Regions from separate parts of the Sus scrofa genome. Here region 1 is linked to region 2. The links are chromatin contacts, called in public promoter capture Hi-C maps. All regions are on one chromosome and are shown on one strand. Each heading gives the region's core, a stretch centred on a gene start, on an enhancer-like site or on the middle of the called end of the contact. The rest is flanking DNA. Distances are from core to core; before and after follow the strand shown. Region 1 holds the start of LOC102167165. Region 2 holds the start of EEF1B2 (eukaryotic translation elongation factor 1 beta 2).

What was found. Promoter capture Hi-C pulls out the DNA fragments that hold promoters and counts their contacts.
Region 1: a contact with region 2 is called in a promoter capture Hi-C map of liver, with 3 times the contacts expected there. The contact joins the promoter of LOC102167165 here to the promoter of EEF1B2 in region 2. A contact is called at or near these places in 2 of 5 promoter capture datasets (fetal skeletal muscle and liver) and 1 of 2 datasets of contacts at active chromatin or transcription factors (alveolar macrophages).

What each region holds. Positions count from the first base shown.
Region 1 is chr15:110,703,154-110,708,418 of Sscrofa11.1, reverse strand. LOC102167165 reads left to right here and starts at 2,395. Exons shown (of 3, transcript XM_021074736.1): 1 at 2,395-2,593; 2 at 2,655-3,008. The coding sequence starts at 2,395. It overlaps CREB1 (cyclic AMP-responsive element-binding protein 1), which reads right to left and starts at 2,871. Exons shown (of 9, transcript XR_002339130.1): 1 at 2,643-2,871.
Region 2 is chr15:109,449,561-109,455,065 of Sscrofa11.1, reverse strand. EEF1B2 (eukaryotic translation elongation factor 1 beta 2) reads right to left here and starts at 3,165. Exons shown (of 6, transcript NM_001243524.1): 1 at 2,719-3,165; 2 at 2,108-2,230; 3 at 724-850; 4 at 385-451. The coding sequence starts at 2,798. It overlaps NDUFS1 (NADH-ubiquinone oxidoreductase 75 kDa subunit, mitochondrial), which reads left to right and starts at 3,253. Exons shown (of 19, transcript XM_003133603.5): 1 at 3,253-3,460.

The sequences.
Region 1 (5,265 bases), core at 1,146-3,645, 1.3 Mb before region 2:
TGGTAAGATATTTATAGAATAAATGAAATTATAAATTTCAGTGATACATTTTAAGCATTAGATTACAAGTAAATCATTTTTTTCTACTGTGTAAAAAAGGTAGAAAGATTTTTCAAATGAAGTAAAGTGGGGGATATATATTTGGTTTTACTATTACCAAAACAAAATTCAATATCTAAGATTGAAAGACAAAATAAAGCTACTTCTCTATGAAGAAACATTTTCTATTAATCAGATCTAATCAATAATATAAATTTCAGAAAGGAGAAAAAGGAAGGTGCTATTTTATGAATCAGGTTTCTAAGTTTCCTTAGGTCCTTATGCGGCGGAAAAAAAATTCAAAAGGGGTAACACTGAAATTTTAAATTTCATAAGAAGTGTCCCTTTAACATTTTTCAATCTGTGTCAGACTCAATGCTTTTCTAAATATGTCCATTAAAAAGAAAGAAAAAAGGTTTAAGCAGATTTAACTGTAATTTTTGCTAGCCCCTGGAAGGGAACAAAAGTACAACTTAGTACCAAGCTACAAATGAATATTCAAATATTAAAGAATACACAAGTTTGAATCTAACCTGAGATTGCTAAGAATTACAGATTATGAATTTATAAATAAAATTTAAAAGATCTTTTGGATAAGACTGAAGAAAAAAGCCCATCGGAAAACATTTTTTAAAACTTTCACAAAATCAGAGTCATTGTCTCTCTAAAGGGAAAAAAATTCTTCCCAAGTTATGCGGATTTGCAGAAAAATTCTTAAGGAAAACCAGTAATCTACAGTATCATCAATCCTATAATTTCCTCAGTGTTTGGAAATAAAACATCTTTCCAATCCTATGGGAAAACTCTTTATTATATCTTCTTAATCAAGTTTCTTGGCAATGACAAAATGTTAATGTGGTTTTTTAAAGACTTGCAATACAGCAAGGCAGGTTTTGCAAAAGTGACTTGGATAGAGAAAATCAGAAGACAGTGCTTCTACTAACAATATTTATTCCTAACAAGAAACCTTGTATCAATCACAATTCTATCACACTGTGACAGATATTTTGAAAACAAATCCGAGCTCGTCTTTTGTACCACCTAAAATAACCATTTTGGCTTTACTTTCAAATTAGGAAATGAGTGTAAAAGATTTCAATAGCTGGCGACGAAAAGCATCTTTTATACTTAACTTTAAGAAGGCAGAAATGAAGCAAGCTAAGGCTAGCACGAAATTCTAACTTCTCAAGAAGGGAAGTAAGACAAACTTAAATAGGTCATATCTCTGGTCCTTTAAAAATTGTCTTTTAATCTTTGATGTGTCAATGACTTTTCTGCTGTCCCTTTTCCCTAACAGGCAAAGAAAAAATAAATCTTGTGGTTTAAATTATTGTCGGTCTGAGGCTGGGGTTACCTAGTACAGGAGACAGATAATGGATACTTTTAGATACCTATTTTTAGAATTAGTATTAACCAATCTCTTATTTGCGTGAGAAACACGGTAGGGGTTCGAGGGTAGATCTTGAAGACCCAACGCCAAAGGCACGTCAGGCCAAAAAAAAAAAAAAAAAAGTGATGTAAAACAAAAGTACATCGCCTAATATTCGTTTCAACGAAGTGTTTCAGAATGATAGCTCTCAAGTGAGCATTAACCTTATTGAAAAGGGTTAAAACCGAAACTTGTTCTCAAACATCAGCTTCCCTTTTACAAGATCCCAACAGTTTTTAAAAAGTTATTACAAATATGTTTTTCTTAGCACCCCCTTCCTCCCCCAAAGAATGCATTTCCATGACTACTAACTTAAAAAAAAAAAAAAGAGGGTGAGCAAAGAGTCAAAAATTATCTTAAAAAGCGCGAGTTCTCATCGCCTCATCTAAGCAGAAAAGCACAGAAAACAGCATTTTCCCAGTGGGGTGGGAGCCGAGGGAAAAGGCGTGAATAAAATACAGTACGAGAGGAAACCTTGGGTTTCGAACTTTATTGCACAAAGAGAGTGGAGAGGAGAGTAGGTCAGACGCAGCAGCGCTTCCCCTCGCGAAGCGGGCATGGCAGACACGGAGGCGACCAGGAAGGCAGGCACCTTCACCTCCTCTGCCCTCAACTGTCGCCTTCTTCCTCCTCCACCCCCCGCGGGCACCCCGGCGCGCTGCCCCGGCGGACAGCGGGCCGGGTCAGGCTGGGCCGGGGGCGAGGCGGGCGGCGGGGGCCGGCGAGCGGCGCGGTGGGCATTGCCGGGCCGGGCCGGGCCCGCGGGCGGCCTCCCCCGGGGCGACTCCGGGCTCCGGGCTCCCGGCTCCGCGCCCGGCCCGGCGGCGGCGGCGGCGGCGGCGGGAACGCGGGCGCCAGCTTTCCGCGGCCGGCCGCCCGCACACACCCCCGGCCGCCGGCTCCCACCCCGCCCGCCGCCCCCCGCCATGAGCGCCGCCGCTGGCTGCAGGCAGAGTCGCTGCCGCCCCGGCCGCCGCTGGCTCCAGTCCGCCGCCATTATTCTTTGTTCGCTGCGAGCGGCGGCGATGGTGTGGGGCTCGGGCGGAGGCTCCATCTTTACCGCGGCCCCTCCTGCGAGGGGAAGGCCCCGAGCGCGGGTGTCCGGCGCCTCCCCGTCCCCCCTCCGTCCCCCCGGCTCTCTCCGGCTCCTGCCTCCTCCTCCTGCTCCTCTTACCGGTGGTACAAGCTCCTCCGTCACTGCTTTCGTTCGCGGCCCGGATCTCGCTGGAGTTTTATTCTCTCCCCCACGTAACACACCGCGTCAAACTACACCTCCGCCGCGTCACTCACCAACACTCCGCTTCTCCCAGCCGCCCGGGCCACAGGCAGCAGCAGCCGCCGCCGACTGAGGACTCGCAGCCAGGGAGCCAGCCAGCGCCGCCCAGTGCCGAGTGCGCAGCGGCCGCGCACGGAAACAGCCGAGCTCGGCCCGGTGGAGCTCGAGCGGCCCCGCCCTCCGCTCTGGAGGCGGAACTTGCCGAAGACCTTCGGGTTCCCTCGGGCGCGGCGGAGGGGTTCCGCGGGATGAGGGAAGGAGAAGGTGGGCTGGGGCGGGCGGCAGGGTGGGGAGGAGTGGTCTACGTCTCCTCGCTGGGTATAGACGGATAAAACCGGCTGCGGAAATTTGCAGGAAGAAGTTGGGCTTGTGTGTGGCCGGGTGGGGAATTCCCGAGGGGTGTCGACGGCTTGTTGGAAACCCCCGCGCCGGCTGCCTTTCGGCGGTAAGCGGCGGGTTCTAGGGCGGCTACGGCGAGCCGGGTCTGGGCTTCGGAGCACCGCCGGCTCGGGGACTTTCAGACGCTGCCGGGACGAGGGTGACGCAGCTCCGGGTCCGCAGTCCTGCGAGGCGGGGAGGAAGGCTGCTGCGGCTCTGCGGTCGCCCCTGACCCCTGGGGCCTCGGCCGGGCGATGGGCCTCAAGGCCGCGGCGCTGACCCGGTCCTGCCCACGGGCGTCGTGGGTCCTGGTGGGGAGGGTTTTCCCTCTCTGTGGGCAGGCTGGCTGGCTCTGCTCTGAGAATCCAGTGAGAAACCTGGCGGCCGCCAGTGGGGCTATTCTGTTTCGGGGGGCAGAAGCTCTGGGACTTCGCGCGCCTGGCGGGGTTTAGCGCGGCAGCGAGGGTGGCCAGGCCCGTCGGTCACATCTTTGGCCTCCTAGCTATGACCTGCTCTGACCGAGGTTGCTCTTTAACACTCTCGGAATGTCTTCCCTTCCTCCCCGCCCCGCCCCGCACCATCCCGTGTCGCTGTCTTTTCACAACCCGTTTTCTCCGGCGCTGGTTTGCACCCGCTGCACCCTTTTCTTCGCCACCTACTCCCTCTCTAAACCGGCAGCGTGACTTCCGTTGCCGTTGCCTCGAAGCTACTGAAACTGCTCTCGCAGAGGTCACCCGAGACCATGATACTGACTTTCCATTATCCTTTTTTTTATTGAAACCGGCAGTTCTCTCCCCGGGGTTTCATGTCTGTTATAGCTCTTTCTGGCTCTTAAAGCAAACATCTTTCAGGAAGCAAGAGAGTATCCAAATCTAGGCCCCGCCCCGTACTGACTTCCTGTGAGAGTTCCCTAGCCTGGTACTCTAGAGCCCCTCCTGCACTCTCTTTGGGCTGAAGAATACTCCCCTTTCCTTGCGTTATTGTCAACCTTTCCTTCTCTATTGGCATTTCTGTCTAGTACTTGAACGAGGCTAAGTCTCTCATTTCTTTAAGATACCTCTCCTTAACTCCCTCTCCACACGCAATTGTCTCTTATCCCATGGGCGTTCTCTCATGTCCCACTCCTCTCCAGTCTAGCTTCTGTTGTTACCACACCCTTGAAGCAGCTCTGAATTTTCCCAGACAAGCGTCAGTCATCATCTTCAAGACCTCATTCTGGCATTTTTATACGATTGCCCATTCTCTCCTCCAAATGTGCTCTTCCCTCCACTCTTATAGTTTTTCCTTTTACCTCTTTTTTTTTTTTTTTTTTTTTTTTTAAACAGACAGCCTCTCCTTTAGCCACCTCCTCAATACGGCAATCCTGCTAAGCTGAGCACTCTTCTTGAGACCCACCATACGCACTTTCCTAGAGATCTCATCCTTTTCCAGTATCTTCAAATGCCCTCTGCCAAAAACTGTCCAACTCATACTCAAGCTGAGATCTTGCTCTTGAGCTGTAGATTCATGTTTCTAACTGCCTTTGCTACACTTTGATCTGGGTGACTGGGGCATGTCAGACTCAACCTGTATATCATATTCCTTCCAAACTCTCCTTCCATAGCCTTTGGATCAGTAAAGGGTATCCTATCCATCTACTCTCTTCAGAAACCTAAGAGGAGTTCCCATCGTGGTGCAGTGGTTAACGAATCCGACTAGGAACCATGAGGTTGCGGGTTCCATCCCTGGCCTTGCTCAGTGGGTTAAGGATCCGGCGTTGCCATGAGCTGTGGTGTAGATCGCAGACGCGGCTTGGATCCTGCGTTGCTGTGGCTCTGGCGTAGGCCGGTGGCTCCAATTAGACCCCTAGCCTGGGACTCTCCATATGCCGAGAGAGTGGCCCTAGAAAAGCCAAAAAAAAAAAAAAGCAAAAAACCTAAGATACCTCTGACACACATCAGAATCATTTAGACCACCTTAAAAAAATTCGATTTGTGGCTTCTCTCCATTCTTATGACCACTTTTTCGTTGCACTCAAGTCTAAGCTAAGCTACCTTTATCTCTTGCTTGGTCTTTGTAGGACCACCCAGGTCCTACAAAATTGCTCTTGGCTTATTCTAATCTATTTGCCGTACTGTAGCCAAAGCAGTATTATTAAACAGAT
Region 2 (5,505 bases), core at 1,916-4,415:
TCAAATACCTCTGCTCTACTATTTTTACCCTACTCCAAGGTGCTTAATGGAATCTTAATGTCTCTAAATGGATCCTCTCCTCAGCCATATAGTTATAGAAAATACATCTTGTGTTTGTCACACACATGCCCACTTTCTGTTTGGCTAAGAAAGAGGTGTTTAGTTGTGTAACAGTTTTTTTCCCACAGAGGAATGCTGCAGTTGCTACCATGCGAACAGCTGCAGACCAGTAGCTGTGGAAGTTTTGAAGCTCTGCCTCAAAAGAAGATATTGAAATATGTATTCAAGGAATGTGGAGGAAACTTTGGGAATCAATCTTTGGAAAAGATTATTCATGTTATTACGAAAAGAATTAAGTTATATACAAATTATAAAATGACCTACTTTTGGCTTTCTTTGACTCATACTGTGCAAGGCGTTCTTCTCTTAGCCTCTTAGCTTCTTCACTTTCCTGTGAAGAATAAATTTAATATATTTCACAAAGCTGGTTGTTCCCCGCCTTAAAGCTGATGGGATCATCACAAAGACCAGCTTTATCAGAAAAAAGCAAATCCATCAGGAGCTCAGCCGAAAGATGGTGATTTGATTTTATTCATCATGTAGCTAGTGAGGATTTTCAAAAGGCAGGTAATAAAGGGAAGCTGGGATTCGACCCCAGCCATTCTGGCTACAGAGACTGTGCTTAAGCACACTGACACACACACATGTCAATTTATGCCATACCTCCTCATCATCGGATCCAAAGAGGTCAATGTCATCATCATCTTTACTGTCTGTAGCTCCACTTTCTGTGGTGTCTTCCACATTGGCAGGGCCATACTTGCCCAAAGCTTTCTTCACTCCTGGCAGGCTTAAAAAAATTAATCAACTGTTAGGATGGTATGATATCCCCCTTTATTTATTTATTTTTTGTCGTTCTGCCTTTTCTAGGGCTACTCCTGCAGCATATGGAGGTTCCCAAGCTAGAGATCAAATCGGAGCTGTGCTGCGGGCTTATACCACAGCCACAGCAACATGGGATCCAAGCCGCGTCTGCAACCTACACCACAGCTCACGGCAATGCCGGATCCTTAACCCACTAAGCAAGGCCAGCGATGGAACCGCAACCTCATGGTTCCTAGTCGGATTTGTTAATGACTGAGCCACAACAGGAACTCCATGATACCCCTTTTTAGACAATACATGAGAACTTGTTTTCATTACAACTTATCAACCGGTCCCTTTTGTACTGAGAACTTACCCTTCAACGCTCCCATGTAAATACCTGTGCATGTTTTAGGTCCTCACTCAAACATTAACAGCACGTGACATGTCATATTCAATATGCACAATGGTTTGCTTTTAGGATGAGTATTTCTGTTTGAGGTTTCATTAAGCACACTCAGTGGACTGGAGCTCACTCCCCCACCCCCACTCCATTCTTGTTAGCAGTTTCAGAAGAAAGGCAAAGGACTAAAAGAATGAGCCACCTGCTAACCCAGAGGTGAGTCCCCCAGATCAGGGTTAGACGCATTAGCAGGGTAATGTGGGGAAAAGCTAAATTGCTATTGTTGAAGTAAAATCATATCTAATGGCAAGACAATAAATAATTAAACATAAAAATTTTCTCTCCCCAGTTTGTGCCTCCTCTCTCCCCTTTTATGTATACTGTGCATCTGCATTAACCAAGCCTCCTTACAGGTAACATTCTTTCCTAATCTTGGGCCACCATGACCCACAACAAACTATTTGCTTTGCACCTGTAGATTTGGATTGTATAAACTGTTAGTAACATGTCATTCAACATACGGCCCTATCTCAAGAACTTCTATGGGTGGAACAGTTCTCAGATGTTTCTGAGGGGCTTTTCACAAGTTGTAATTCTCATTGTGGCTTGAGTAAAACTTTCCATTTCACCTGATTTGCTTTTTATCAAAATTGTTCATGTCCTACCTGTTACATGAAAAAATGGAGAATTCCAGTCTCTTGGTCTTCTAAAGTCACAGAAATTTAGCTTACAATATCCCAACAAACATGAAGTCGCCAGAATCCTAATTTGTCACGCGAAAATCCCAAGTTTAACCTTAAAATCAGTCCATTCTTCAGATGAACACAAAGATAATTTTACCTGGCCTTTTCTTTTTCATAAGATTTGATGTGATTATACCAACGTAGGGCATGACACAAGTCAGCAGGTGGTGGGCCGGAGACTGCTTCAAAAACTGCCACATCTGCTTGTGATGGCACATACCTGTCCATGATACAAAACTAGTTATACACACCTCAAAAAAAAAAAAAAAAAAAAAAAAAGCTACGAACACCAGCAAATAAATGACAAACGCTACGACCCTCAAATTATTGAATGAGAACGCGCCCATTTGTTAGGGGGCCCTAAGGTGCTTTAGCTATTTGAGAAAAGGAGAAAAAAAAAAGCTCCTTAGGATCAGGGATTATCTACTCAGTTCTCCGCGCTATCCTGAGACATGCCTGACACTTAGTAGACCTCGGAAATTGCAATCACTAACGCCATGTCTACAGGCTTCCATCTGTTAACTGAGCAAAACGCAGAAAAACCTAGTTGAATCAAGTAATCGAAAAGAAAGCACCTCTTTAACCCTTCTCTCTCTGCAGCCCCTTCCCCCGGGAGAGCCCTGGGTCCAGGCTTCCTTTCCTCCAGCAGCAGCCGAGGCCGCGCCACGTGGCCCCACCGCACCCGGCCGCCCCTGCCGGTCCGCTCACCCCTCGATGTAGCTCTTGTCTGCCAGGTAGTCGTTGAGCACCTGGAGGCCGGCGGGGCTTTTCAAGTCTCCAAAACCCATGGCGATTGTCGATCTGGGAACTGGGCCGCAGCGGAGGAAAAAAGGAGCGCAGGCGAGGGAGCCTAACGCTAAGAGGAAAAAGGCCGCAAAAAGCCCGGAAATTCCTTATATAGAGACGGAGGCGTTTCTCTCCGATGCCCCTGGCCGGAGGTTAGAGGTTAAAGGTTAAAGCACTTTACGCTTCCACAATGTAAAAATCAAGGGCTCTGAAATAGGCCGACAGATTGCCCACCGGTATTTCTCTGTGTTTGCAAATCATTAATAAAATGGATATTTCTCAAATTACTATCGCCAAGGGCTTCGGAAGATTACAAGAAGAGCCTTTTGAAGCACCGGAGATGACCGAAGACGTTCGGCCTGGGCCGCCAGGCCACTTCCGGCGGAACTGCAGGTCTGAGCCAACCCTTCTACCCCGCCCCCGCTCCCGGCTGCAACGCCCTCCGCCCCGCCCTCTGTCAAACTGACGGAAGTTGCTGAACTCAATCTACGCGGGAAGTTGTTGAACTGGGGTTTCTGGTCCCTCCCGGCTTTCCGTTCTTGCAGGACTGGCTGACGGAGATGCCCGAGGCCGCCATATTGAATAAGCAAATCGGCCTTTGAAGGGGTCGTTGCGGTGTAGACGGTTCTGCAGAGCAGCCATCCTCGGCGGCTCCAGGGAAAAGGTGAGGTCGTGTTTGGGTGAGAAGGCTGAGGTACCTTGGCCCTCGGAGTTTGTTCCTTGATGAGACTCTTTCCTTTGGTCCAACCGACTCATTTCTCCTCTTGTCCTTGACTGGGTACCCCGTTCCACCCTGCCTCCTGGGGAACCCTCAGAAAGCCGGCAGGTGAGGTCTGTTAGTCAAGGTTTCTGGTATGATGGAACAGAGAGGAGGAGAGGTCTGGAGGCCCGGGGGGAGCGCTAACCCGAATGCAGCCTTGTGGGTGACCTTCCTTCTGCAAGGGAATGCAGGACAGTCCTCTACCTGGAGAGAAGGCCGTATTGTTCCCCGAGAGAGGACCTGTGCCAAGTGACATGGGCCTAAAGACGGAGCATTTTCCACCAAATTAGCACAAAACCTGGTACAGTGCATCTTTCGTTGCTGTTGCCTTAGCAACCGTACATGCCTCTTATTATTTGGTTATGTTTATGGATTGGATAACACTTATTAACTCTTTCACTGGTGGGGAAACTGAAGAAAAGGACATTTTAAAATTTGTCCCAAGGTTGCAGTGCGAATAACAAAAAGCTACGTTGTTTAAAAGTTTGGGGGAACTAGTACATGTACTGTAAAATCGTGTATCAGAGACGACTCTGCTCAAATACGAATTGAGGGTGTAGGAAATGTAACGGTGAACTGTTTCTGATGAATAAACAGCAAATTAGTTTTTTATGGAATGTCCTTTTTTTCCACCGAGTTGTATGTGCATCTTTAAGCGGGGTGTTATGCGTTTGCCAGAACACCTGCATTCTTTAATAGCAGAGAAGTGACATTAAGTTATGGCCAGAGAGTGGAGATAGAGTTCATTTAGCAGACAGTTATTGATCGCCCACTATAAGCCAGAAATGAATCTACTAAGAAGAATTAAATGGTGATATGACTGGGGAGTAGTTAGGACATTTTAGCTGGGCTGGTCAAAAAAGTCTTCCAGCGTTTTTACATCGTTGTATGAAATACTGATTTTTGAATTTGAATCTGTCATTACTCTAATTCAGCAAATTCATTTTTACCTTCATATCAATATATTTTAATAGGACAGATTCTGCATATTCTGGAATTTGGTGATATCCACTTTTTTTTTCCTCAACATTTCACTACATGTATTTCCTCTTATGCAGTCTAAGCTGAGAATGCCATATAAATGGGTCACTGTGAAATGTGACAGTATCCACGGTTTGGGTGTGAGGTTTCAACAAACCTCAGATCTTGTAATTGTATTATTTACTTTTTTTTTTTTTGTCTTTTTGCCATTTCTTGGGCCCCTCCCGTGCCACATGGAGGTTCCCAGGCTAGGGGTCCAGGCTATGCCAGAGCCACAGCAACGTGGGATCCGAGCTGCATCTGCAACCTACACCATAGCTCACAGTAACGCCGAATCCTTAACCCACTGAGCAAGGCCAGGGATTGAACCCGCAACCTCATGGTTCCTAGTTGGATTGTTAACCGCTGAGCCATGATGGGAACTCCTATAGTATTTACTATTGAAAAAAAATTCACCTATAAGTGGACCTGCAAAGTTCAAACCTATATTGTTTAATGGTCAACTCTATTTGATGATTATTTTCTCAAGGGCACCATGCTAGGTCTTCAGAAAAGGAAGATGACCAAAGTGCACCCTTCCTTTTCAAGGAGCCTATAGTTTAGTAGGTACTGAAGTTGTTTACTAACCTGTAGTTTAGTAGGTGGAATAATAAAGACACATATATAGTGTGTGCCAATAGGAAAGAGAAGGAGCACAAAGGAAAAAAAGCACTTTAAAACTGATTTTCAGTGGGTAGTACTGCCTAATTGATTGAGTTCAGCTTCTACTGGTATTTATTGAGCCGCCTACTGATAATACCTAGCCTAGGATTGCTTTCTTCTTTAGATAAGGAAGCAGAGACTCTGATTTACCAAAAAGCCACTCACTAGAAGGTGACAAATGTCTGTAAGTTCAATATCATAAATTCTGAATTAATGAATTTCATGAGTTATTGAAGCTTGAACTAATGAAATTTCCTGTTATATAC